3 separate regions of the Sus scrofa genome follow, and regions 1 and 2 are each linked to region 3. A link is a contact called in public HiChIP or PLAC-seq and promoter capture Hi-C data. All regions are on one chromosome and are shown on one strand. Each heading gives the region's core, a stretch centred on a gene start, on an enhancer-like site or on the middle of the called end of the contact. The rest is flanking DNA. Distances are from core to core; before and after follow the strand shown. Region 1 holds the start of LOC100738822 (retinitis pigmentosa 9 protein). Region 2 holds the start of NT5C3A (cytosolic 5'-nucleotidase 3A). Region 3 holds the start of AVL9 (late secretory pathway protein AVL9 homolog).

Region 1 (4,454 bases), core at 1,838-4,337, 340 kb after region 3:
ATCCATAGCATACGGAGGTTCCCAGGCGAGGGGTTGAGTTGGAGCTGCAGCTACCAGCCTATGCCACAGCCACAGCAACTTGGGATCCGAGCCTTGTCTTTGACCTACACCACCGCTCACGGCAATGCTGGATCTTTGACCCACTGAGCAAGGCCAGGGATCGAACCTCGTCCTCATGGATACTAGTCAGATTTGTTACCACTGAGATACGACTGGAACCCTCAGAAATCTATTTTTTTTTTAATAGCTGCACCCATGGCATATGGAAGTTACTAGGCCAGGGACTGAATCCAAGCCACAGCTGCAGCCTACACAACAGCTGTGGCAATCGGATCCTTTAACCCCACTGCAGGGCTCCACAGTGACCTGAGCTGCTGCTGTTGGATTCTCAACCTACTGTGCCACAGTAGGAACTCTGGGGTAAGGAATCTTTATGTCGCCAAGTACTTAATAATACTCTTTGTGTTTCTAAGTGCTGGGGTAGTATTTCTTCTGGAAGAGTCCCTCTTGTAAGCATATTCCATCCCAACTGTTCTTAAAACCTGGTCCTGTGGAGCTGGAAGGCAGAAACGAAACTGTATTTACTGAGAATGTCCATTCTGTTATGCCTTGTGGCCCGGGAGCACTTGAGAAACAGAGCTGAAAAATGGGCTGGTGCATGGGTTGAAGACTCAGATACCTTTGGGGGCCGGGCAGATATGGTAAGAGAGTAAGAAAAACTAAAGTCAGGTGTAAGAAAGTGACCTGAGGAATGGGAGGGGAACTAAAGAGGGCATACAGACCAGGTGGCAAAAGGATCTGAATTCAATTTGCAAAAAAAATCACTACAGGGCTTCCCATTTAACATGTCTGTCTCCCTTTCCCAGACACTCTTTGAGTGACAGTAAAAGAAAAAAAGTTAGAAGCCACAGAGAAGTCCTGAGAGGAGATACAAAGATGGAGACAAGCAGGGAAAGGAAAGAGAACTAAACCCTTGCCTACTAGAGCATGAAGTTAATGGGTAATGTCTATTATTCAACAGAAAAAGAGCAGTATTAGCATGTAATTTAGAAAGAGTTAAATCCCAGGAGAAAAATGAAGTTTCCCCATTGAGGCCCTGGTGGGAGGGAAAGGTGTGGGGAGTGTGTGGGGTGACTGAAGAGGACAGATGGGAACAACTGTTTTTTGAAATTAGACTTTTCATACTATTTGATGTTTAAACTTCCTGAAAATATGGTTCTGGAAATATAAATTTTCATTTCAAAGAAAATAAGACTTTGAACTAGCCAAACTAAATATGACAACAGCCCAGAACTTTAAAAACCTCTGAAAAATCCCACTGGTCTGAGTATCAGACGCCACAGTTTCTCTTTAGTTTTGCTAGTTTACAGGTCAGCCTTGATTCCATTACTTAAGTACTGAACCTGCATTTCTTCATGTGCAAAAGGAGGTTATAATCTCTCTGATATCTGTAAGTGCTCTGTGGACCACAATAAATGTAGAGTATTAACTACCATCAGGCATCCTATAGTTAAGGATATTGAGGGCTGGGTGGGGCCAAGCACTGACCTGATCTTAACCCAGGGAAAGATTTTTGAACACTGGCATTACACAGGCAGCAAAGAGGATCCCAGCATCTCTCGAAGGGAGGGGCCAAGACTGTGGAAGCCAGCAATGAAGCGCCTGTATCCACAACCACTACCTATTGAGGTGAAATTCAGCTCAAGAGCCACAAGGAAAGGAGCAGGCCAGGCTCTGAGCAATGCATTTTGTGTCAAAGCTCCCAAAAGGTTAATGAGAAGGGCAGCCCTTTAAGGACCTTTCCTTACATGATTGTCTCCAAGGTATGAGATATGCCTGAAACAGAAATAGTTCAAATAACTCCGTGTACACCAAACTTAGAAAAAAACTTCTAAAGCTAATTACAGAATGACAGAATCACAGGAAACTGAAAGCGTCATTAATCCAAGCTTCCAGCTGATGTTAAATCTCCTTTACAAGCCACCCTCCTCTCAGTGATTATCTGGATTCTCCTCCAGCCCAAGCAGCTGGGGGAGCCCGTGCCTCCTAAGTCAGGCCACGCTGACCATCAAGAATATATGACCTGGTCCTAATTCTTGTTGTTGAGCCATAACTGGCCTCTCCGTAGCTCCCACCTTTAATCCCGGCAACAACAACAACAACGAAAATCCTTAAGACCTGAGAGAACCTATCCATGCTCTTCCACCTGACAGCTCCTCCCGAATATTTAGGGACCAAGCCCTCACCCACTGCTTATTCCTCACTTCACTAACGTTCCAGGATCGGGCTTTCTTCCCCCTTACTAACAGCAGAAGACGAAAAGAAAGAGGATTTAATCCAGATCATAGAGAGCCCCTGGAACTGAGAAACAGGAAAGGAGCAAGGCGCTCAGCCGCACTTGCCTGCGGCCCGTCCCCAGTCCCGCCCGAGGGCATAACAGCGCCTCTGAGCACATCGACGTCGCCTCTCCAGGAATAAAGCCATCGCCTCGTTGGGGAAGGGCGCGACCTCCGCCCCCGCGCGCCGGAGGCCGGCCTCGGGGTAGACCCTCCCCCGTGGAGGGTCGGCTGGAAGTCGAGGGTCACGCCGCCCGGGGTCTCAACCGGCGCCCGGCTCTCTGGGGGCCGACGGGCCCAACGAGCCCATTCCCGGGTCTCCGAGCGCCCCGCCTACAGCGCCAACTCCGCGCCGCGCGACCCCAGGGACTCACAAGGACTCCAGGTGCTTGAGTTGCTGCAGCTGCTGCGCGTCGTGCCGCCGCCGTTTCTGCTCCCGGCGTCGCTGCAGCTCCTGCTCCTGGGGCTCCCGCGGTCGCCGCGCGCCCCCGGACCTGGGGTTGTCGCTCCCCGGCCCGGACGACATCGTCGCCGAGGCGGCCCCGCGCGGCGAAGCCAGCACTTCCTCCGCGTCGTGCACGCCTGGATCCGCAGCGCCCCCTCTTGCCGCCACTCCGCTGTTGGCCAGGCGGCCAGGTGTCCCTTCGGAGGCTGCCTGCACCCCGCCACCCGACAGGCCCGCGCAGTAGCATGTCTGCTCTAAGTGCCAGGCGCTGGCGTCAGGTCCCCGGGTGCGGGCGTCCGAGCGCGCCTCCTGGCGGCGGCTGAGAGCCTCGGCGCTGAAGACGCTGTGGCAGGAAGCTTAAGAAAGAAAAATGTTGAACCAATAATTACTCACATATTAGAATTTCATATTGTACAATACAGGGAATGTAGCCAATATTTTGTAATAACTAAATGTAGCGTAACCTTTTAAGCTGTATAAAAATTAAAAAAATAAAAAAGAATAAAAAAGCAAATACTCAAATATTTTTGTATGTTAATGCTTTAAAAACATTTCAATTATGCTCACTTCTATGAAGACATCCAGGGTTACCTGTTCCAGTGGTTGGCCAGGAAGTCTTCACAGGGGAAGGGGCATTTCAGGAGAGGCTTAAAGGGTGACTAGGAGCTGGTGGAGCAAAGAAGAAAGGAAAGTATTCCAGGAGGAAGGGCAACCCATGGAAGAGTACTTTATGTACAGGAGAGAGAGAGAAGGCCAATGTGGAGCTGGAACCTGGAAAGCAAGGAGCAGAGCCTTGAGATGAAGCTGGAGAGGCAAACCAGATGAGGTTATCAAACCCTGTGAAGGACCTGGATCCCAATGCTAAGTGTGGTAGGAAGGTAATGAAGAAGATACAGGTGAAATTTACTATCAGATTTGAGTTTTAAACAGACTTCTCTCCATGCTACATGGCACTACACTATGTGATGCCACGCATGTTCTACACCTGTTGATGTGCCAAATCTTTCTATATGACTGACATTGTTCGTTCCACAAATATTTATTTGGACTGAGAAGTGCTGTGTTCATGTTTTTCAAACTGTGAGTCAAGAGTCATTAGAGAATTGTGAAATCCACTTAGGGAATTGCCAGCAATTTTTTTTTGTTTGTTTGTTTGTTTTTTTTGGGCTGCACGCGAGGCACGTGGAGGTTCCCAGGCTAGGGGTCTAATTGGAGCTGTAGCTGCCGGCCTATGCTACAGCCACAGCAAAGCCAGATCCAAGCCTCATCTGCGACCTACACCATAGCTCATGGCAACGCTAGATCCTTAACCCACTGAGCGAGGCCAGGAATCGAACCGCAACCTCATGGTTCCTAGACAGATTCATTTCTGATGCGCCATGATGGGAACGCCAATATTTTAAACAATGAAATGAAACAGAAAAGAATAGAAAGTAGAAATATCAAAGTGCACTACACATACATACATTAAGATATCCTTTCCAAACTTATTTTGTTCCATGGTTAAGGCGGAAAAAAAAGGAAAAGATTGAGATCTGTATTTTAATTATTAAACAGTCTAACATGCTTAACATAGTGCCTGGCACATATTATAGCTCTTGAGTGATTGGATCAATAAATCAATGACCTTTTTGACGGGTATAGTCCTTTATGTATCTAATATGTACTGATTT
Region 2 (4,317 bases), core at 374-2,873, 300 kb after region 3:
AGTATACAAACCTGAAGTGATATTATTTAAATCTGTCAAAAATTGTTAACCCCAGAAGTCCCCGCATGCACTACATTATCAGGCGTAAACATGGGACTATTCACTCCAGTAAATATATCAGAATGCAACTCACTGAGGAAATTGTCTTGATGGGACCTAATTAAAACACAAAAATGGGAGTTCCTGTTGTGGCTCAGTGGGTTAAGAACCCGACGAGTATCTGTGAGGATGTGGGTTAGGACCCTGACACCACTGCTCAGAGGGCTAAGGTGGCAGGTGCGGTTGCTATGGTTGAGGAGTAAGTAGGCCCACTGCCACAGTTCCTCCGATTTGACCCCCAGCCTGACAATTTCCACATGCCTCCGGTGCAGCCCGAAAAAGACAAACAAAAAACCCTGCAGAAATAAAAACATCCCCACTGTTGGAGCATTATAATACAGTACCTCAAACGGGGTTCTTCAAACACTTTTTTTTTAGGCATGTGTAAGTTCCCCGGCCAGGGAACCCCAGCCTTAGCAGCCACCGGTCCGCTGCACTGACAATGTCAGGCCCTTAAATCGCTGAACCACAAGGGAACTCCCAAACACTCTAATACTAGAAATAAATTTCAAAAACGTTATGTAAAAGGTTTGGGGGTGGTGGTAAAAAAATGAACACAAATACTTTCCGGCAGTTTGGGACACGAAGGAATAACATTCAAATAGAAAACTATTCTGAACTCCAACCAGCATTCCTCTAATCACCCACTGAGGAGTTACATCCTTTCATAATGGAACTCATCCTCGCCACGGTGCAAAAACAACTCAGTCGTAACTGGGCTGCAGCAACGGTCTGCGCAGGACGGAGGAAGGAGGGAGAAACCTGCCCAGAAAGTTCCGCTTATTTCTAGAAAAACACGAGGGGCGCCTCGGGAGGTAGCCCGTTTCACACATTAGCTGCCTTTTTGTTTCAAATGGAGACGAAACAAAGCCCACGGGAAGCCTCGTGCCGCCGCTGAGGGTCCAGACCAGGTCACCGCAGGGTCGCCGCACGCGGGGCGAAAGGGTCCCCTGAAGGCCCCTCAAATTCCAGCAGCGGCCGCCGCGGGAAGGCGAGGCCGGAACAGACCACCGCGGCCCCCCAAGCGCTCCGGCGAGGAGCCTCGATACTCACCATCTCGATGATCTTGGTCTTCCGGCCCGTCTTCCTCCTCAAGGTGAATATGTACTGGGCCAGCACCACCCCTGCCACCAGGGCGCACACGCTGGCGCTCGCTACCGCGCCCACCCTCGCCACGGCCGCTCGGTCCATGGACGGGTCCTCCTGTGCCTCCCGCTGCAAGAGAAGAGGTCGCTGGACGGCTGCAGGCCTCAGAGCCGCAGGCTGGCGGAGAAGCCTGGACCCCCGGCCTGGCCCCGCCCCCCAGGAAATCCCCGCCCCAATGGAAAGCCCCGCCCACAGACGCCTGAGCCGGGGAACCCAAGGGGGCTAGGGAGCCTGGTCTGCGTGGGAGGCCGAGGAGGGAAGCTTGTCTTCTCAGAGACAAGCGGTTGAAGAATTGTGCAAGGACAGAAAAGGGGAATTGTATTAATTCTCTCTCTGCTAATGAGGGCCAGGCAGTGGTTCATTCCAGCCCTGCCCGATAGAAATCTGATTGCAAACAAGGTACACCGGTAAAAAAATCCTCCGCCCTCCTGAGACCTCAGGACTACAACCCCCAGAAGGCATGGCGGCTCAGCAGTCTGATTTGCGCAGTAGCTTGGCTTTAAAGTGCTACGACAAACTGCAGGGTGCAGTAAAGGATAAAACAGTAGAAAGGCGACCTATAGAATGTGAGAAAAAAAAATTGCAAACCGTGTATTTGATAAGGAGTTAACACCCAAATTATATTAAAGACTCCTGTACGTGAAGAACACAACAACAAAAAACATCTCCATTAAAAAATAGACAATAGATGTAGTTCCCCTTGTGGCTCAGCGGGTTAAGAACCCAACTGGTATCCATGAGGATACAGGTAGATCCCTGGCCTCACTGAGCGGGTGAAGGATCTGGCCTAGCGGCAAGATGCGATGTAGGTCACAGGTGTAGCTCAGATCTTATGTTGCTGTGGCTGTGGTGTAGGCTGGCAGCTCTGGCTCAGATTCAACCCCTGGCCCAGAAACCTCCATGTGCTGAAGGTGCGGCCAAAAAAGAAGCTTATGAAAAGATACTCAATATCACTAACCGTTAGGATCACTAATCATTAGGAAGATGCAAATCAAAACCACATCAAGATATCAGTTCATACAAGTTAAGATGATCATTGTCAAAAAAAAAATGTAAAGTTAAAAGTGTTGGTGAGAAGTTCCCTGGTGGTGCATGTTAAGGATCTGACTATGTCACTGCTGGTGCAGGTTTGACCTCTGGTGAAACAATGTCCACATAGCGCAGATGTGGCAAAAAAAAAAAAAAAAAAAAGTGCTGCTGAGGATGTAGAGAATTGAAACCCTTGTGCACTGTAGGTGGAAATGTAAATTGGTGTAGCCACTGTGGAAAAAGCGCGGAGGTTCCTCAAAAAAATTAAAAACAATTATATGATCCAGTATTCAGAAGAAGTTAAAAGCAGGTACTCAAATTTAAGCTCTCCCATGTTCACTACAGCGCTATACGTAATAGCCAAGCCATGGAGACAACCTAAATGCTCATTGACAGATAAATGCACAAAGAAAATGTGGTAAATGTGATACCTACATCAAATGAATACTATTTAGCCTTTAAAACAGGGGAGTTCTGCAGAATTTGACAATACAGATGATTCTTGAGGACATCATGCTAAGATAAATAAGACATTCATTAAAAAGACAAATGCTGCATTATTCCATTTATATGAGGTAGTTGAACTCAGAAACAGAAAGAGTGGTGGTGGAGGGTTCTGAGGAAGAGGAAATGGGGGAGTCTTCAGCGAATGTTGTTTCAGTTTTGTAAGATGAAAAAGTTCTAGAGGTCTGTTACAGAACTATGTGTCTATATATATGTGTATATATATATATATGTATATATATATTTTAAGGGCCACATATGCATCATATGGAAGTTCCAAGGCTAAAGGTAGAATTAGAGCTGCAGCTTTCAGCCTATGCCACAGCCACATCAATGCTGAATTTGAGCCATGTCTGCCACCTACACCACTGATCACAGTAACCCTGGATCCTTTAACCCACTGAGTGGCACCAGGGATCAAACCCGCATCCTCATGGATACTAGTCAGGTTCTTAACCTGATGAGTCACAGCGGGAACTCCCTTATATGCCTATCCTTAACACTACTGTACTTTACCTTTTAAAATAGATACATTGGTAAATTTTATGTGTTTTATACAACTCACGTTAAAAAAAATTGCTATGACAACAGAATAAAGATGGAGCAAGGAGGTGTTTGTCCTTTTCCCGTTACATCCCAATCAATCATTGCCTCTTCCATCATTTCCCCTTTATGAGTAGCAGGACTTGTTCTCACTGGCCCGGTCTCTTTCAAGGGATTGACGCAGTTTCTCCTGCCTTTCTGCGGGGGTGAGAGAGAGAGGGGATGCAGGGGAGCTACTCAGGGGAATCCCTCCAACTCTGTGGAGCTGGTGGTGCTACCTGGGGAGGCTCTCTCTTTGCTCAGGATATGGGACAAGTTGGAGCAGGAGAACCAGAGGAAGAAGTGAGGATTGCTTTTCTCTGTACCCTCAGCTCTTGTTCTAGTTGTTGCAGCCCTGGGATCCTGGCAGGGGTTTTTCTTCAAGGGAAATTTGTGGAGAGATAATTCTTAGAAAGGTTGGATAGGGCTCACCTGAGCAAGCACCAGGTAAGAAAACAAGTCTGGATTAACCACTGGGTGCATGAATGCCTTTGGCAGACTGGGAAACACATGGTAGCTATTAACTATCAGCCCACATATTTGATTTCTCTATTGTTTTTTAAGTATGTAAATCTCTTTTTTTCCATGAAATTATTGTCCATAGTGATACATGATGGCACATGGGATAGCAGGAACCATAGAAAAATATGCAAGAATTTGATGTAAATTTATAAATTTTGCTATGCATGACCTTACGTCTTGCTTTGATAATTAGCGTATCCTTTGTTTGAAGTAAATAGTGTTCTTGTGAGGAAGAGCCATTTGTTGGATGTAGGTTTACTAATACTTCCGTTAAAAATTAAAATAATGCAAAGCAAAACTGCAAATACACCGCTTACACCTACTCTCTCATTTCTTTTGATATGAAATTGTGGGATGGTGACAGCTAAACTAAAGAGTAGGAAGAAAGTATGCAGAAGCAAGTTTCTGCCATTAGCTCTGACTTAGAAGAGTCAT
Region 3 (4,636 bases), core at 1,975-4,474:
TCCCATCGTGCCTTAGCGGAAACAAATCTGACTAGCATCCATGAGGTCACAGTTTCAATCCCTGGCCTCGCTCCGTGGGTTAAGGATCCAGCATTGCCATGAGTTGTGGTGTAGGTCGCAGACATGGCTTGGATCTCGTGATGCTGTGACCGTGGCGTAGGTCAGTGGCTACAGCTCTGATTCGACCCCTACCCTGGAAACCACCATATGCTGCGAGTGCGGCCCTAAAAAGACCAAAAAAAAAAAAAAAAAAAAAAAGATAGGGTGCTTGTGAGAGATACAAGCAGGCAGGCAAAGAAGCACTGCCCCGAGGATTAGGTGGGATACATTTTTTTATAATCCAAGCAAGTGGAAAGGGGAAAAGACAGCCTTCTTCTGTTTTTTTTTTTTTTTTTTTTTTTTTCCTTTTTAGGCCTGCACCTGCAGCATATATAAATTACCAGGCTAGGGGTCGAACCAGAGCTGTAGCTGCTGGTGTCCGCCACAGCAACAGCAACACGTGGGACCTACATCACAGCTCCCGGCAACGATGGATCCTTAACCCACTGAGCAGGGCCAGGGATTGAACCTGCATCCTCCTGGATACTAGTTGGGTTTGTTACCACTGAGTTACCACGGGAACTCCCAGACCACCTTCCTCTTTTCTTTGAGTAGACTTCAGATTACATCATTAGTTCCTCTTCCCAGTGAGTAAGTAGAGTATTTGACCCTATGAGGTCAAACTAGGACTGGCGATTATTCAGATCAGCAGAAGGATGGTAATATATGCTAAAACATGTTCAGTCATCTCAGGTTTCTGTATAATGAGGGTCTCCTACTTTGGAATGCCATCGTTCCCTTAAATTCCTCTCCTTGGTCCTAAGGATCATTATCTTGCTGAACTTGAATGCAGGCCTCATTTTATCTTTTCACTTAATAGACCTGAGGCCTATCTCATGCTTTCATTTCTGGTTTTATAGTTAAGCAAGGCTGCTTCATTCTCATGGGTTTCTTGAGTGATTATTAACTTACAGTGACCTCCCACAGTTCCCTAGGTTTCCCTCTATATTTACGGTCCCCTATTGGGACTTTCACAATTACCTGTGTAACTATCCTACTCCATCCCTATCAAATTTATTTTATATTAATACAACTCATTAAAAACAATTGTAGGAGTGCCCACTGTGGCACAGTGGTTTAAGAATCCAGTTGCTGGGGAGGCACGGGCTTGATTCCCAGCCCAGCACAATGGATTAAAAGAGCTAGTGCTGCCACAGCTGTGACTCATTTAATCCCTGGCCTTGGAACTTCCATATAGCAAAAGTGTGGCCATTAAAAAAAAAATTATAAAATGTACTATTCTAAACTGTTAAAAGGACCAGTCTGTAATTACAGATGGGAAAAATTCTGGAAACCCCCCTGATTACTTTATCTATCAATTTCCCCAGTAACATATCTTCTTTGTTTACGGCATTTTTTTTTTTTTTTTGGCTACCCCATGGCATATGGAGTTCCCAGGTCAGTGGTCAGATCTGACCCACAGCTGAGGTGATGCCAGATCCTTAACCCATTATGCTCAGCTGGGGATCTAACCTGAGTCCCAGCACTGCAGAGATGTCACTGATGGCGCCATAGCAGGACTCCTAAAGCATTATTTTAAATGACATATTTTTAAACATTTAAGCAACATAATGGTTATGAACAAATGATTTAATCTTAGTTGGAGGCACCAGGATGCAATATGACACAGATTTTTTATAAAGCTATGACTGGGGTCTCCTGTACAATGAATTAAACAATTGGCATTCACTATAGCTACAGAGTCCTAAGATGCCCTGCCTTTATATCTTAAAAAGATGTTCAATTTCACTTTAATTTTAGCTAGGCTAATTTAGAAAATGTCAAGGCAGATGGAAGAAAACAGTAACATATTCTATATACAAGGAATATTATAGTTTCACACACAGTTGAGCCAATGCCATGAATTTTGTAATACCTAAAAGAAATAGTACAACATCTTGAAAATTTTCTTTGATATTTTTATTAGCATTTAAACAGTTCTCCTGAATCTTAGAAAGTATAAGAAGACTGTACTGTCTTTCTCATCTGTACTTAGAGTAGAATGCAGGTCTCAAGGCCAGAAATGGAAGATATCAGTTGTTAGGGTTGTCTAAACTAAGGGATGTGCAACTTGTAATCCCAGCCAGTTATTGTAATAAATTGTGAATTCTATTTGAAGCAGGTACCTAATTCCCAAACTGCCTTGTTCAATCTGTTAGTATTTCCAGTGAAAATTGAACTAGTACAGTCAGTAAGGAAATAAAAGACCCTAGTGCCAAAAGACTCCATATATTTTGGGTTAACTGGGTTTAGGGTACTAAACCCAGAAAAAGACAAAATGAAAACAATGTTGTTTTTTTATTTTTAATTTTTTATTTTGTAGGACTGCAGTACATACGGCATGTGAAAGTTCCCAGGCTAGGGTCAAATCCAAGCTGCAGCTGCCAGCATAGGCAGGATCCCACTGGCATCTGCGAACTACACCACATCTCACTGCAAAGCCTTAACCTACTGAGCAAGTGAACGCGCATCTTCATGGATACTAGTCGGGTTCATTACCACTGAGCCACAACAGGAACTCTGAAAATATTGTTTTTGAAAATAGCAGGACTAGAATAATCATTTTATAGCTCTCCCTGTAAATTTCTCTTATTTTTAAGGATATTTTGCTTCAGGCCTTAAATCGCTTTCAAACTCCTATACATAATATTTAAACAAGGAAAAAACAAAAACCAAAAAACAAGAACAAAGCAAAACAGAAACCCCGGATTAGCAAGTAATTTAAAGCTTGAATACACAGATAAAGAGCCGCACAAATATGCCTGTGTTATCGAAATTTAAAAGGTAGAGGGACTCTAGGCCAGAGAGGTGAAGGAAAGCAAGCGAAGGAATGAGATACCCTGAAAAGAACAAAAAAGAGAAGCAAACTGAGCAAAGAAGTGGGAAGGGGCGGAGATTTCAAGGAGGAAAAAGCGAGGGCAGAGGAGGAGGAGGAGGAGGAAGCGGGCAGAGGTCGCACCTGCGCACGAAGGGCCGGGGCAGGTGTGCGGGGCAGCCCCGTCAGGCCCCGCCCCTCGCCCGGCACCTCCTCCTGGAGCCCCAGCACCGCCCCCAGGCCCCGCCCCGGCCCCCTCAGGCCCCTCCCGGCCCGGCTCAGTCCCGCCTCGCCGGCGGCGGCCGCCGCATCAGGTGACAGCCCGGAAGCAGCGGAAGCGGATGAAGGAAGCGCGGCGGGGGCCGAGGGGGCGGTGCGGAGCTGCAGGAGCCTCGGCCTCCCCTCAGCCCCTGCGCGGCTCTAATGCGGCGCCCGCGCTGACCCCCGAGCCCTGCCGCTCGCCGTCCTCCTGGGGAATCACAGGGACGCTCCGCTGGCCGCCCTCGGCGGTTGAAGTCGCCTTGCGGGCTTGCGGCGGCCGCCCATGGAGAAGGCCGGGTGGAGGGGCGATGGCGTCCCCCGGGGGCCCGTACTGCACATCGTGGTGGTCGGCTTTCACCACAAGAAGGGCTGCCAGGTGAGGAAGGGGCTCGAGCCCGCCCCCGGCCGTTCCGACGTTCGCGCGCCGCCTGCGCCCACTTCCCTCCGCTCTGCTTAGAGCTCCCTGCGTTCCCCTCGGCCCTTCGCCCCTGCACTTGACTCCTCTTCAACTCCTCACCCGACCTTGAAGCCCACCCCCACCCCCCCTTCGTCCTCCTGCCCCTGAAAAATTCAGGAGCCGTGTGTCGACGTGTTGTGGTTGGCAGGTCTCTAGGTTCTTGGGTGGAGTGGGAGGGAGGAAGGAATCGAAGGTCGGCCCACTCTTCCCCATTCATCGGTCTCCACCTGTAGTGGAATCCTTGAGAAAAATTGAGCACTTGGGCTGCGCTTTCAAGGTAATGAGCTCTGGGCTTCCCTACGAGTGCCTCAGGTTGGTTGAAGCACACACGTCGCCGTGGGAAAATCAACTTCCTTTGTTTATCCGTGGAAGCCCTAGAACCCGTCGTGTTAAGGTGGTGTAGACTCCGCCCCCCCTTCCCTTTGGGCCTGGATTTTGCTACTTGATCGTGTCCAGATCTTGCCTTTGGGTGAGAGATTGAACTCTCCGGCTCAGTTGCAGTGAAAGTGTATTTGCTGAGTAAAGAAACGTGAAAACGTGGTCATTTTTAAGCTTTTTCAGTGAAATGGTGAACCGGAACAATAGGACATTTGCAATCTAGATATTGAAGGCAAGAGAACAAAGATAGTAACAGGATTATTTAATCAGAGTAAACACTGGAAGGCAATGATGTCATAATGTGCTAGTGAACAGTACATGGAAATGCTTAAAGTATTAAAAATACTAATTGCTACCACTAGGTAATGTAGCATTTTGCTTCTTGCATTTCACAGAAAAGGAGCATTTGAGAAGACTTTTACTGGCAAAATTTAAGTTCCTTAGAGGATAACAGAAGAGTCATGAAAGGAGTGAAAAGATAGTTGTGTTTGTGTGTATTTTAAAATATAACTTTAAAATATATCGTATTCCTTGTCTCTCAGGTATAAGTGGCATAGACAGATACCCAGGAGGAAGTGGCATTATACAGTGTGGTTTTTAAAAAAAGTTCAAGCAGCAGCCGTAGA

What was found. Promoter capture Hi-C pulls out the DNA fragments that hold promoters and counts their contacts. HiChIP or PLAC-seq counts read pairs in DNA pulled down with a chosen protein or histone mark.
Region 1: a promoter capture Hi-C map of liver shows a contact between it and region 3, with 7 times the contacts expected there. The contact joins the promoter of LOC100738822 here to the promoter of AVL9 in region 3. A contact is called at or near these places in 3 of 5 promoter capture datasets (fetal liver, fetal skeletal muscle and liver), 16 of 47 Hi-C or Micro-C datasets (adipocytes, alveolar macrophages, blood and 9 more) and 2 of 2 datasets of contacts at active chromatin or transcription factors (alveolar macrophages and skeletal muscle).
Region 2: a contact with region 3 is called in an H3K27ac HiChIP or PLAC-seq map of skeletal muscle, with 6 times the contacts expected there. The contact joins the promoter of NT5C3A here to the promoter of AVL9 in region 3. A contact is called at or near these places in 8 of 47 Hi-C or Micro-C datasets (adipocytes, blood, fetal liver and 4 more) and 2 of 2 datasets of contacts at active chromatin or transcription factors (alveolar macrophages and skeletal muscle).

The regions. Positions count from the first base shown.
Region 1 is chr18:40,396,184-40,400,637 of Sscrofa11.1, reverse strand. It overlaps LOC100738822 (retinitis pigmentosa 9 protein), which reads right to left and starts at 3,087. Exons shown (of 7, transcript XM_003484045.4): 1 at 2,711-3,087. The coding sequence starts at 2,862.
Region 2 is chr18:40,438,196-40,442,512 of Sscrofa11.1, reverse strand. NT5C3A (cytosolic 5'-nucleotidase 3A) reads right to left here and starts at 1,623. Exons shown (of 9, transcript XM_003360167.2): 1 at 1,153-1,623. The coding sequence starts at 1,290.
Region 3 is chr18:40,737,703-40,742,338 of Sscrofa11.1, reverse strand. It overlaps AVL9 (late secretory pathway protein AVL9 homolog), which reads left to right and starts at 3,224. Exons shown (of 16, transcript XM_021079002.1): 1 at 3,224-3,551. The coding sequence starts at 3,459.